Linked DNA regions of Capra hircus: region 1 is linked to region 2. A link is a contact called in public Hi-C data. All regions are on one chromosome and are shown on one strand. Each heading gives the region's core, a stretch centred on a gene start, on an enhancer-like site or on the middle of the called end of the contact. The rest is flanking DNA. Distances are from core to core; before and after follow the strand shown.

Region 1 (6,901 bases), core at 956-3,455, 110 kb before region 2:
TTCATTGGTCATTTCCTAGTTAAAAGAAAAGGGGGAGACAGAAAAAGACAGTAAATAAACTAATAAGCCCTCAAGTTTCTCCACAATTACAGCAAAGTATCATGTTCTCAGTCCAAGAGTATCTGAGGCAGTCAATCTAAACTTGAGAATTTTGGGGAAAAAAAGAAGCTTTTATTTCCTTGTTCTATTATAAAATATGCACGTGGTAGAAAAATATTTAGGATAACAACAGTGAAAAGGGTAACACTCATGTCATTTCTTAGACTCCTTAGCACATTGCCACAATCTTCTAAGCATAAATACCACAGCTAGAGAAACACAAATATATATATATCATTTAGTGATGAAACATTTCCACGCTCCTTCTCTCTTAGAAACATCCTTGCTCTATTCACTTATTAAATCTTATTTTTACAGCTATTCAGAAAGTGAACTTCAGCTCAGCCTCTGTTCACATTCTCCAAATTAATAAGGAAATTGTTTAAAATCACCTCAGCAGACAAAGGATATGTGGTGTTAAGAGCACAAAGTACCTAAAGCTAAAGAGCATGAATCAAAAGGGAACAGGACAATGCTAATGCATGTTTCTTTGTAATAGCAGACAGTGGGCAGTCCTGAGAGACAAACTTTCCTTTGCTCAACTGGAGCTGAGGTTTCTGTTTGACCTATCTGATAAACTCTCCCGGCTACAGCCGCAGGAGAGCCAAGAGGAAAAGAAACACAGTTATTCTTATTGGATTGAAAACCTATATAATACAGTAAATGAACAGGGGGGAACCCCAACTTTCAATATAATAAAATTCATAAAACTCAAATTGTATATCAGGGAATTCTTTTGGTTAAATTATCATTTATTACTTAGTAGTAGAGATCAGTGTTTTTGTTAAGGGGCTAGGATATTAATACATGGGCTACAATACCTTTCTCCAGTCTTTAAAGAAATTTTTCCTAAATATTTCCTTAGTAGTATATTCATGGTCGAGCATTTTTGCAAAGAACGTAGCTACTTCTTCCGCTTTGGGGCTCAGCTTCATGACTTTACCTAGAGACAAAAGTGGTTCCAAAAAATGAGGTGCTGTATTCATGTTCTGAGGTTAAACACTGAGGTTCTGGAGACATCTTCTTTCATAATGGTTTATTTACCTTCTGAAGGTATATATATATAAAGGTCTGGTGACGCGTGGTAACAACAACAACAAAAACAGTATTATCGATTAACATCTACTTGTATGAATTTTCCTTCTCTTTAGTCGATATTTACCTGGGTCATTCTCTGGAGACTATGCCAGTAAATTGTTCCCAGGAGCCTGCTCAGGACAGGGATGACCTGGGGGAGGCCCAGTCACTCTTCCTTTTCCTTTCAGCAAGCAGGGTCCTTTACACCTCTTCAATGGTTTTTAAAAATCAAATCCTCAGAGGGACTCCTGCCACTGCTAAGCTAAACAGCTTCTGTTCAAGAAGGGGAGGAAGGGATAGGACAGGGAGTGGAAGAAAGGAATTGTGGGGAAAAGAAATAGGCATCTTTCTTCTTCAAAGTTAGGTGGGTGGAATATGAATTAAAAAATATATATATTCATAGCAGGCAAGCCCAGATATCCCATATGAAAAAATTTAAGTAAGACCTTCCTCTAGAACTTTGCTTCTCAATGTATGGTTCATGGACCAGCAGTACTGACATCACATGAGTCTGGCAGAAATGCAGAATCTCAGGCCCCACCCCAGACCGACTGAACCAAGAACGTACATTCTAATGAGACCCCCAGGTGGCTAGTGTACACACCAGAGTTTGAAATGCCCTGGAACACAGGCATTATTATAAAGTTGCCTCTTTCAGGGAAACAGGACTCATCCAGAACACAGGGATGACAGGGGTTTGTGGCATTATACACATTTTTCCACTGCCTTACCTGTTACATAGATACTAGTAATTCACCAAGGATTTTCACATTTATTACAGAAAACTAAAACTTAACCCAAATTCCATGTATTTCAAAACTCAGAAGATATCTCATCTCATGATGGTTAGACAGTTTCATCCCCGATTGCAGGGACGGTACAGTAAACTGCAGCTCTAAACTGAAATTTTCAGGGTAGACAGAAAGAACCTGCTTGAAATCTATAACTTTAAAAGGCCAACAGGTGGCACCACTTCCCCTCTAAACCTTCTAGCTCCTTCCAAAGACAACACAGCTTGGGAAGGACAGGCTGGCTTTTCGAGAGGTTCCTGCACTTCAGAATTCACTCAAGTCTGAACCAGTGTTGCCAGTTAAGATGTAACACGCTTCCGATATAAAGGAAACCAGTAAGTCACTAAGAATAATACAAATGAAATAAAAGGCAAGAAAGAATGTAAGCTATTCTCCCATACATTTGGTATACTCTGGGAAATTCTGCTGAATTCTGTCCCAATAGAGAAAGCAATTGTGACACCTCCTGTTTAGATGAGCTGCCAAGAGATGAAATGACAGCTCCCAGCAGTAGAACGGTAGGAGAATGACTTAGAGGTTCCTGGCAAGAGTAGTGCTTTGTAGGAATGGCTGAGTTCCAGGAATAAGAAACTGCTGAGTCAGAGCTGAAAACTGGAGGTTCTCAGAGGTCACTCATTGCTTCGGCCAGCCCGTGCCCCTCCTCCCTGGCAGGCACTTAAGGAGTCTGAGAAGTCTCTTCCCTAGAGAGTAGGCAGGACTGACAGTTATCAACTTGGTAGTAAGTCAAATACAACTTTTTGACTTACTGCAGTGTGGGAGTTTACCTAATCAAAGGGAAGAAATTCTAGAAAGACCAAATGAGAAAATGTGAGAGCCCTGGAGCTGGAGCTCCGGTAGGGCAAGAATGTAGAAGGGACCAGGGTGAGCCGTAACGATTAGTTCAAGCCTTGGCTTCCCATTTCTGAAAGTAAGGGAAACCCAAAGGCTAAAGAAAGGAACCCAGCTTCCCTTCAAATCACTTTGGACCTCAAAGTTAGGCTTCACCAATTGCGTCCCCCAAAGTTCAACTCTAAAGGTAAACCTATACTAGGGCTATAGAATATCTGCGCTTTTATGATTAGCTAAGGCTCTTTCTCATCATTGGAGTTTTGGCTTTGAGTTAAATTGCAGAGTCTCCAGAATGACCACTATGAGGGCTAATAGTAGAATTCTGTCCCATGCTCTCCAGTCAACACAGGTTAGAATGAGGCTATAAAATCCTGCGAGATCACACATTCCATGAGACCAGAGATTCGTCAGTATTGTCCACTGCTGGGTCTTGGTGTCTGAATATAGCACGTTGAATAAATACAGTTTAAAACAACAAATTCCAGTTTGACATGTTCTTCATTTGCAAGACCCAGCCTTTCAGTATAAACTACTACCCCTTGACCTTTAAGCATCCATGGCCCGAAACCACTGCTGGTGGACAGAGACATGCTTTTCAGCAGTTCTCCTGGCTTAGTTTCTCAAAGTTTGGTCAGCAGACCACTTGGTTCAGAAGCACCCATGATCACTCAGTATCAATTAAATGAGCCCAGATCCACCTGTTAAATCTAAAGCACATGAGAGTTTGAGGAATAATACTCTGGTTATTTCTGGAGAAAATCCTTGGAATGAGGGAAATCAATTGAGTATTTCTGGAGAAAACCCTTGGAATAAGGGAAATAAGTTGAGAATTACCATCTGCATACTGCTTTATGCCAATAAGGGAGCATCAAGGACTACTCTCAAAATTTTCAACCCAAGGACAGAGGTCTAAGGGTGTTCTCAAAGAACTAGGCAGGATATTTCCTCAGAGCAGCTCATCACACTTGACTGCACAAAGGACAACTGCACAGTGTTATGCCATAGAGTGATAGACACCTACCAGCCCTACCTAGAGGCTGATGGCAGGCTAATTAATTAGTCCTCAACCAAGCACTAATTCTATTTCTAGCAGTGAGTAGCTTGTGAGCTTGCATTGTATCAGTAAAATAAAATACTACCATTGAAGTAAGTCTTTTCTAAGAACTCTTATAAAGAGTAGCTCCTTAGAAATGTCACTCAGATAAAAACATTTAGCTTGTGGACCAAGGGCTGGCTGCGACCTATGTAGCTGGACCTTTTTGAGACCACGACTCAATGGGAAACAAGGGAGATAAGACAGCTCCTTTCTCACGGAACTTTTCCTGTACCAAATGAGGTTTTAAGGATTAACGCCTGATGGCCCTTTCCCCAAACCATACAATGACATGAGAACAAAATGAAATAAACAAAAAGGATAATACAGAACAAGATGCTTCCCCGCTTTCTATTCCTAAATAGAACATACTCTTTGCTTGGCCAAGAACTGGACAACCTTGGAACAACTCACCATCATAGTAAAACTTGACATTCTCTGGAAGAGGTTCATATGGTGGGGCGAATACAGGACCTTTATGTTCTAGGAATTTCCATTTGATGCCTTCAGGATAGCGTTCTTCTTCCCACCTGTAAAAGACAAAGTACAACCTCATTTAGTGATCACTTTACCTGATATTGAGATTATCACCGATTAAATACCAAAATAATTATCTGCTCAACTGATTGGTGCTCTGGAATGACTCTGGGTACCACATTCAAGATCTGCATCAAAAAAACTAGTATCCTTCACTCTGAAAAAGCTAACGCTTACAACAAAGATGATGGATTACTCAGGTGAATGGAGGAAAACACATTTCAACAGTTTAGTTCAAAGAAATTGAGTATATGAGCTCATTATTTAGCAATGATCTCAGCTGTTTTATCACAATGGTATAAAAGTAAGCCACAATCGTGTACATGATGGAGACACTATTTTATACACTGATACAAAGGAAAAGGCCTCCTGGGAATGGAGATATTGGGTGAAGGTACAGGGAAAACCACCCTTTGAGAAAGTGGCGGTGGTGGTGCTTTAGTCACCAAGTCATGTCTGACCCGATGTGACACCATGAACTATAATCCACCAGGTTCCTCTGTCCGTGAGATTTCCCAGGCAGTGAAAGTTTGGAGTCCTAACTACTGGACTGCCAGGGAATTCCCAACTCCAGTGTTTTAAAATTAAGATTCCAGCTTTTTATAATTCCTCCTAATTCCATCATGTTCATCCGAAGGGCTCATGATAACTTAAGCATTTAAGCAAATTAAGAGATTCACTCAACACTAAACCTCAGTTTAAAGAGAAAGAACGTATCCTATGACACACGCTGATATCACTGGATCAACAACTACTAGTACAGAAATAAAAATAACAGTCGTTGGCCTTTTGGCTCCCATCAACAGTTCATCAAAAAAGTTAGGAAAAACATGTACTTAATCACACTTAACCCCATCAACAAATTCCCCAGTTTCTAGATCTTTTCATTAAGAATCATCTGTTTAGAATAAATATGGGATAAATGTTCCAATGGCTCAACCCTAACACGAAAGTACACACAATTCAAAGCAGCGTTGAAAACCTCTAAAGCTATGATGGGTAACAGTTAAAACTAGGGTCAGATTTCTCATTTTTTAAGGAATCTCCATACTGCCCTCCATAGTGGATATAGGAATATGGAATGCATATCTACTTGCATTCCCACCAAAGTGCAACAGGGTTCCCTTTTCTCCACACCCTCTCCCGCATTTATTCTTTGTAGATTTTTTGATGATGGCCATTCTGACCAGTATGAGGTGATACCTCACTGTAGTTTTGATTTGCATTTTTCTAATAATGAGCGACACTGAGCATCGTTTCATGTTTGTTGGCCATTTACAAGTCTTCTTTAGAAAAATGTCTGTTTAGGTCTTCTGCCTATTTTCTGATTGGGTTGTTTATTTTTCTGGTATTGAGCTGCATGAGCTGCTTGTATATTCTGGAGGTTAATCCTTTGTCAGTTGTTTCAATTGTAATTATTTTCTCCCATTCTGAGGGATGTCGTTTCATCTTGTTGACTGTTTCCTTTGCTGTGCAAAAGCTTTTAAGTATTACTCAGCCATAGAAAGGAACTCATTGGAACGGGGAAGCAACCTAGATGTCCACTGACAGATGAATGGAAAAAGTAGTTGTGGTACATACACACAATGAAATATTACTCAGCCATAAAAAGGAACAACATATTTCAGTCAGTTCTAATGAGGTGGATGAACGTAGAGATTATTATACAGAATGAAGTAAGTCAGAAAGAGAAAGATAAATATATACTAACACATACAGGAATCTAGAAAGATGGTTCTGAAGAATTTATTTGCAGGGCAGCAATGGAGAAACAGACATAGAGAACAGACTTATGGCCATGGGGAGAGGGGAGCAGAGGGTGAGATGATGCATGGAGATAATAACATGGAAACTTATATTACCATATGTAAAATACACAACAGGAATTCACTGTATGTCTCAGGGAACTCAAAGAGGGGCTCTGTATCAACCTAGAGGGGTGGGGTCAGGAGGGAGATGGGAGAGAGGTTTAAGAGGGAGGGAATATACGTATACAAGGTCCAATGCTGTAAAGAGCAATATTGCATAGGAACCTGGAACGTCAGGTCCATGAATCAAGGCAAATTTGAAGTGGTCAAACAGGAGATGGCAAGAGTGCACGTCGACATTCTAGGAATCAGCAAACTAAAATGGACCGGAATGGGTGAATTTAACTCAGATGACCACTATATCTACTACTGTGGGCAGGAATCCCTTAGAAGAAATGGAGTAGCCATCATGGTCAACAAAAGACTCCGAAATGCAGTACTTGGATGCAGTCTCAAAAACGACAGAATGATCTCTGTTCGTTTCCAAGGCGAACCATTCAATATCACAGTTATCCAAGTCTATGCCCCAACCAGTAATGCTGAAGAAGCTGAAGTTGAATGGTTCTATGAAGACCTACAAGACCTTTTAGAACTAACACCCAAAAAAGATGTCCTTTTCATTATAGGGGACTGGAATGCAAAAGTAG
Region 2 (7,156 bases), core at 1,745-4,244:
TCCATCTTCCCCACAAGCTTGATTTGGGCAGGGATCCTGGCCAAGTTCTTCATCCCCAGCACCTAATGCCCTGTATAGACTGTAGCCCATGAGGCTCCTCTGCCCATGGGATTTTGCAAGCAAGAATACTGGAGTGGGTAGCTATTTCCTTCTCCAGGGGATCTTCCCGACTCAGGGATCAAACCTGGGTCTCCTGCCCTGTAGGCAGATTCTTTACCATCTGAGACACTAGGGAAGTCCCACCTAATGAAGAGTGGATGCTTAATAAATGAATTTGTTATTTCTGTGCCCCAATTAGGCTGTAAGCTCTGTGAGGCCAGGGGAAGTATCTATTTTCTTTTTCATGGATTCCCCTGAGGCTTAGGGAAGGTTTTGGTGTCAGAAAGTCTGAGCTACAGTCCAGGCTCTGCCACTTGCTGGCTGTTTTCTTGGGCAATTCAGTTTGAGAGTCTGAGCCTCAGTGTCCTCACCTGTAAACAGGGTAACAATACCTTCCTTAGAGTGTTGTTAGAATTCAATGATGTATTGTACGAAAACAATTCATCAACAGGGCTTGGTATCAGAAGGGGACGATGGAGGATGAGATGGTTGGATGGCATCATCGACTCGACGGACATGAGTTTGAGTAAACTGCGGGAGTTGGTGATGGACGGGAAGGCCTGGCGTGCTGCAGTCCATGGGGTCGCAAAGAGCCGGACATGACTGAGCGACTGAACTGAACTGAGCTGAACTGAAACGTCTAAATACCCTCTTTGTGAAGGATGGGGGCACCATCTCCCACATTACCACCAGATGGCGCTGTGATCACACCGGCGATGCTCACCCCATCAGCTCGCTCCAAGCTTCGAAATCGCTTCCAGCTTCCTTGTAGTTATACTGTCCCGTAGGCTTCAAGTGGCCATTTGGCCTTTGCTCTAATCTCTCTGTGACGGGGAGGTTACTGTCACCAGGCTGGAGACCCTTGCAGGACTGGTCTGAGAGCCCCTGTCCTCTGGGTGGAGGAAACAGAGGACCCCCGGAGAACAGGGGAGACCAGACAGAAACTAGAGGCCGGACGGACGAGAGTTGGGACCAGGGTGAGGCGGTCAGGCGCCCGGGGCGCCAAAATGAAGGATGCGGGCTTTCTCGGTCTTGCGCATGCGTGGAGTCTGACCGCCCTTGGTGGCCTTGTAAGAATACCCTGGGGCTGGGCTGAGAGCTGGTCCAAAGCTTCAGGGCTGCCTGCCGTCCGCTCATCCGCAGCAGGACAGAGCTCGCAGCAGGTGCCAGGCTGTGGAGGAACCCCCTTGTTGCTCTAAAGAACACTCTTTGGTAAGAACTATTATTATTTTAAACATGCATTTATTTATTTATGGCTGTGCTGGGTCTCCGTGGCTGCAAGTCGGGATTTCTCTGGTTGTGGTGAGTGGCCTTCTCATTGCAGGGCCTTCTCCTGTTGCAGAGCACGGGCTTGAGGACACTCAGGCTTCTGTAGTCGCGGCTCCCAGACTCCAGAGCTCAGGCTTAGTAGTTGCGGTGCATGGACTTAGTTGCTCCGAGGCATGTGGGATTTTCCGGGACCAGTGATCGAACTGGCGTCCCCTGTACCGCAAGGCAGATTTTTAACCATTAGACCACCAGGGAAGCCCCAAGAGCTATTATTATAGTCGTCTTTCAGATAAGAAAATGGACACGGGGACAACTTAAGAAGCTTGCAGTTATAAAGTGGCAGAACTGGGATCTGAACCCAGGCTGTTTTGGCTCAGGACAGCCCCTCCTGACCATCACCCTGTGCTAATCTGTTGTCTTCCCTCTTGCGACTAATCCCTCCTTCTGTCCAATGTTTATTACGGACCAGCCGGTCTGTTCCAAGCACTGTGCCAGCGGCCCAGTGGGAGGTGAGGCTGGACCCTGCCCGTCCAGCGGAGTCCTGACCCTGCCGTGTCCCTATCCCGTGACCTTGGACGAGTCATTGAACGCCACTCTGCCTCCGCGTCTCCATTCTGAAATGGGAGGAGAGTTGTGGGGAGGAGGGAGTGACTCAGAGCTGCAGGAGCTGTGGCCTCGTCCCGATGGGGCTTGGGAAGTGTCAGCTGTAATTACCACTCCAGTCATCACCCACCTCCTGGCCGCCAAGTGGAAAAGGGGAGGGGAGAGTCAGAATCCAGTGCTCCTGGCTCCCCCACTTCAAAAATTAGTTTATTTAAATTGGAGGATAATTACATATTGTGATGGCTTTTGCCAAACAGCCACATGAATCGGCCACAGTGTCCCCCCCATCCTGAGCCCCCCTCCCACCTCCCGCCCCACCCCGTCCCTCTGGGTTTGCATCTTGGCTTTGGCACCGTGACCGTCCCAGACATGGCATCTTGTACAGGCTGAGTTTTTCCCTCTGTAAAACAGGAATGACTAATTCTGACCTTGTGGTGTCCTTGTGGTCGTCGGATGAAGTCACAAGGTTGAGCACTTGGCATAACAGGGGCCTTTGAAACACTGCATTTCCTGTCCTCAAGAGGCATCAGGCAGCCACCTCAACCCCGCGCTCAGCACTTCTGGAGTTTTGGCATCTCCCCTTCTCCCAAGGAAGGGCCAGACGTGATAGACTGCAGGATTCTGTTTTCTTCTTCTTCTGTGGGGTGGGGATCCCTGACCAGGGATTGAACCCATGCCCCCCGCATGGGGAGCGTGGAGTCCTAGCCGGTGGACCTCCAGGGAAGTCCCTTCTTTTGCTTCTTTCCTTTGTTCCTGTTTGAATTCTGTTCCTTGAGAGGCAGCTGGGTGTGCTTTGCAGCCGCCTCCTGCCGCTCCTCCCCCAGCCCGGGTGTGTGTGGGACTCCAGGTTGTCCCCAGCAGAGGGTGGCCGCGTCTTGGACTCTTGTCACGTGCGCAGTGGAGGGTCAGTGGGGTGTTGAGCGTGGCGGCCTTGGGCCTCCTCTCTGTACCTGAGACTCCGAGAAACCAGTGAGCAGGTGGGGGCGCTGAGGTCCCGTCTCCTCCGAGGTCTCGGGGCTGTGGCTGCCCGCTCTCCCCTCCCACACTGCTCTTGATGCTCTGCCCGGTGTGCTGGGACTTCGCAGTGGCGGGGGTCAGGGGGTCGGGTCGTGTGTGACCCAGGAACCAGAGTGAGCCCAGCTGGGCAGCGAGAGGCACTCTCAGAGGTCTGGCCTGGCAGGGAGCATCCCTCTCCCCTTCCATTAACTTCCCCAGGGTCCTGGTGCCAGGGGGCTCATCCTAGGGTCCCCCAAGATGTATTCCCTCCAGCTGGGAGTTCCACTCATGTTATCATTGACCTGGTAGTCACAGCGGCCCCTCCATTTCAGACATGGTGAAACTGAGCCTCGTGTCCTTGAAACTGAGGCCGAGGAGTGACTGACCCAAGGTCTTGTGGCAGAGGGGGTGTCAGAGTCCCGGGGGGTACTGATGCCCAGCTCTGCTGCCCATCTCCCACCCTCCTCTCCCCCTCCCCCCCACCATGTTCCTCCAGCACTTAATTTTAATGGCCCTTTGATTGCGAGCCTCTTCTTGAGGAAGAGACTAATCATTATTAATGAATTTGGGCTGCTCCGGCATAAATGAGCCAACGGGGCTGGCTGGTGGGAAGCTGGACCAGCAGACAGCCGGCTTTGCACATCTTGCTTTGGGCCATGGAGAGTCCCGTTAAACCAGATGCTTGTCTGGAAGGGCTGCTGGAATCTTCCTGTCCATCCAGCCCCCCCTGGCCCTTATCCTGAGCCCGTGGAACAGCTGGGCTCCCCAGTCACAGCTCAGCCTGGGTGGATGGGACGAGGACAGCTGCAGTGGGGGGATTTGAGGGTCCCCTGTGTGTGGGGTGAGGGTCCCACCTCTCACCTCACACACTGGCCTGTTCTCTTGGCAGCAGCTAATCTTGGGAAGGCTCATGGGGCCGGTTTTAGATTTGTTTTCCAAAATGGAAAGATGACAAATAATCCTCATGGGGAAGCAAAAACAGCAAACGAAACCCAAGACCTCTCTGAGGATCTTTCAGTCCTGAACCCTGGCATCGGCCCCCTGGGTAGTCAGAGCTGGAATCTCCCCTCATCCCAGGATCTTGAACTAGCCCCAGCAGCGGCTCTGAGCCTCGGGGTCCTCAGCCGTGGAACAGAGCTTACACTGTGCAGCCGGGGGCTGGGAGGGGATGGAGTGAGTTGGGATGCATTTTGCAAATGAGGCCTTATGTGGGTAATTTTCTCACTGGCAGGAGACAGACACCCGCACAGGCCCCCAAATCAGTAATGGGGCCTCCTCAGAAGGGACTCCTTATTTCTGGAGCCTGCGTGATTATTCAGTGGGTTCTGTGTAATTATTTAATCAAGCCTCCCTCCACCAAGTCCTCAGCGTGGAGCTGGGCGGCTGACCAGACCCTGTCCTCCCCTCTCCCCCAGGAGGCTAATCAGTTCGAGCTGCTGGGAGGGGGAGAGCACGGTCCCAGGCCCCTCTTCTCTCTGTGTGGCACAGCTGCGCTGCTTGGGGGGGCAGGGCTGGCTGGAGGCAGGACTGGGTCACCTTGGGGCTTGCCTGGGCTGAGCGCAGGGCTGGAGGGACCTGTGGGTGCAGCCCTCTTATTTTGCTTTGAGGTCAGGGCAGCACGGAGGTCCCACGGCACCTCTGCCCAGATCTGGCTTCTGGGGTTCCCTCCCCCTTCCTCTCCCCTCCCCCTTCCCTCCCCTTTTCCTTCTTCCCGTCTTTCCCTCCTTCTTTTTCCTCCTCTCCCCTCTTTTCCCTCTCTATTAAACAAGTAATAGACAAACGTACACATGCTTTTTTTAAAGCTTTTTATTTTGTATTGGGGTATAGCCCCATCTCATTGGAGGATGAGATGGTTGGATGCCGCCGGTGCAATGAACATAGCGAGTGAAGTCGCTCAGTCGTGTCTGACTCTTTGCGACGCCATGGACTGTAGCCCACCAACCTCCTCCATCCATGGGATTTTCCAGGCAAGAGTACTGGAGTGGGTTGCCTTTTCCTTTTCCAGGGGATCTTCCCGACCCAGGGAACAAACCCAGGTCTCCTGGACTGCAGGCTGACGGTTTACCCTCTGAGCCACCAGGGAAGCAATGAGCATGAACTTGGGCAGATACTGGGAGGTGGTGAGGGACAGGGAAGCCTGGCATGCTGCAATCCATGGGGTCGTGAGGAGTCAGGTGCAACTTGGCGACTGATCAGCAATAGCCGATTAACAGTGTTGTGATAGTTTCAGGTAAACAGCGAGGGTGCTCAGTCAGACATATACATGTATCCATTCTCCCCTAAACTCCCCTCCCATCCAGGCTGCACCATAGCACTGAGGGGAGTTCCAAGTGTTATCCAGTAGGTCCTTGTTGGTTATCCATTTTAAATACAGTAGTGTGTACCTGTCCACCCCAAACTCCCTAACTACCCCTTCCCGCCATCCAATCCTGCCGCTCCCCATCCCACACCTGGAAGCCGTAAGTTTGTTCTCTAGGACTGTGAGCCTCTTTCTCGAATGTGGACATTCTCATTGACAGACATGTGGATGACACAGTGAGGTGCCAGCCTCCCTTGACCCTCCTCTTTTCTCCCATTCACACCCCCACCCCCATCCCAGAGGTGACCCCAGCTCTCATTCAGAAACTTGCCTTCCGGACTTTTTCTGTGTGCTCACAAACATACCCAAGTCCCAGAGGAAAGGTTGATTCTGGTGCTTGCTTTTGCCCGCATAAACATTCCTGATGATGCATAGACCACTGGTTCTCCCGGGGATGTGTGTGGCTTTACCTCCTGGTGACATTTGGAAATCTCTGGAGACGTATTTGATCATCACAGGGTCAATGCTGCTGGCATCCGGTGGGTAGAGGTCAGGAAGCTGCTAAACACCCTTCAGTGCACAAGGCTGCCCCCATAATGAAGAATTACTGGGCCCAGGATGTCCGTAGTGCTGAGATCGAGAAACCCTGGTCTAGAATGTTCTTTGACTCGCTCTTTTCTAAAAGCAGCATTTCTTGGAAGTCTTGACAGGTTGTTGTTGTGTAATTGCTCAGTCGTGTCCAACTCTTTGTGACCCCATGGACTGTAGCCCTCCAGGATCCTCTATCCATGGAATTCTCCAGGCAAGAGTACTGGAGTGGGTTGCCCTTCCCTTCTCCAGGGACTCTTCTTGGACCAGGGATTGAACCCACGTCTCCTGCATTGGCAGGAGGATTCTTTACCACTGAACCACCAGGGAAGCCCCTTGATGGGGTTAGTGAAGATCTTTTCCTCCTTCCTTTTACTTCAGCATAATTTGCCTGCCTCGCCCTCCACTTACCTTTTTATAGATTGCAGGCATCTTCTAATTTTTGGGGGGTTAACGGAAATGGCTCTTTGGTGGAAGCCCTTGTTCCTACAGCATGTGCTAGAGTCTAGTTTTTCCCTCCTTTGGACACCTGGGAGGTCGATGGCTCATCCACTTACTTTGTTTTCATAGATGCCTTGCTGTGTGTGCGGGCTAAGTTGCTTCAGTCGTGTCCAACTCTGTGTGACCCCCGTGGACTGTAGCCCGCCAGGCTCCTCTGTCCCTGGGATTCTCCAGGCAAGAATACTGGAGTGGGTTGCCGTGCCCTCCTCCAGGGGATCTTCCCCACCCAGGGATGGAATCTGCGGCTCCCGTGTTGCAGGCGAATTTGGATACTGCGCCATGCTCTCCCACAAAGGTTGTGCCAGCTTACCTTCTGACTTTTCCTCCTACAAATCCCAGCTTTCAGGAATGATGATTTAAAAAAAAAAAGTTTGGAGTGATAACTGTTATTTCTCCAAGAGAACTAAAGGGAACCTGACCTTCACAGAGGGGTGGGAACCCACTCATGATGACCCCAAGACAGCCCTCTGCCCCCATCCCTGCAGCTGGTGAAGAACAGACTTATCCACTCCCACCTCCCTATGTGACCCTGGGTGGGAAGGACAGGGACAGGGTGGGGACCCTCATTTTACAGATGAAGCTCAGGGAGTTTGAGGGTCTTTGCCCACCAGCTCCTACAAGTCACACCCACCTGTTGGAGCCAGAGGGCACCAGAAGGTGGATAGCAGGTGGGCAGAGTGAGGCTGGCTGTGGTTTTGGACCCTGGGAGTTCTGACAGATCCAGTTCTGCTGAGCACCCTCCCAGGTCCCTCACGACCTTGCTAGATTTTACAGGATATCCACGCAATATTTGGGACATTC

Evidence for each region. Hi-C and Micro-C count contacts between places; a contact is called where the count stands out from the background.
Region 1: a contact with region 2 is called in a Hi-C map of liver, with 2.3 times the contacts expected there. The contact joins two enhancer-like sites. A contact is called at or near these places in 4 of 5 Hi-C or Micro-C datasets (blood and liver).

Annotation. Positions count from the first base shown.
Region 1 is chr13:69,326,170-69,333,070 of ARS1.2, reverse strand. It overlaps TOP1 (DNA topoisomerase 1), which reads right to left. Exons shown (of 21, transcript XM_018057867.1): 9 at 4,324-4,439; 10 at 921-1,042; 11 at 1-15. Among named protein-coding and RNA genes, the nearest start is that of PLCG1, 37 kb to the left of the region's middle. Within about 2 kb of position 2,205, at least 1 of the 5 cell types and tissues checked has an H3K27ac peak or open chromatin away from gene starts, as enhancers often do.
Region 2 is chr13:69,212,984-69,220,139 of ARS1.2, reverse strand. No RefSeq gene overlaps it. Among named protein-coding and RNA genes, the nearest start is that of TRNAW-CCA, 22 kb to the right of the region's middle. Within about 2 kb of position 2,994, at least 1 of the 5 cell types and tissues checked has an H3K27ac peak or open chromatin away from gene starts, as enhancers often do.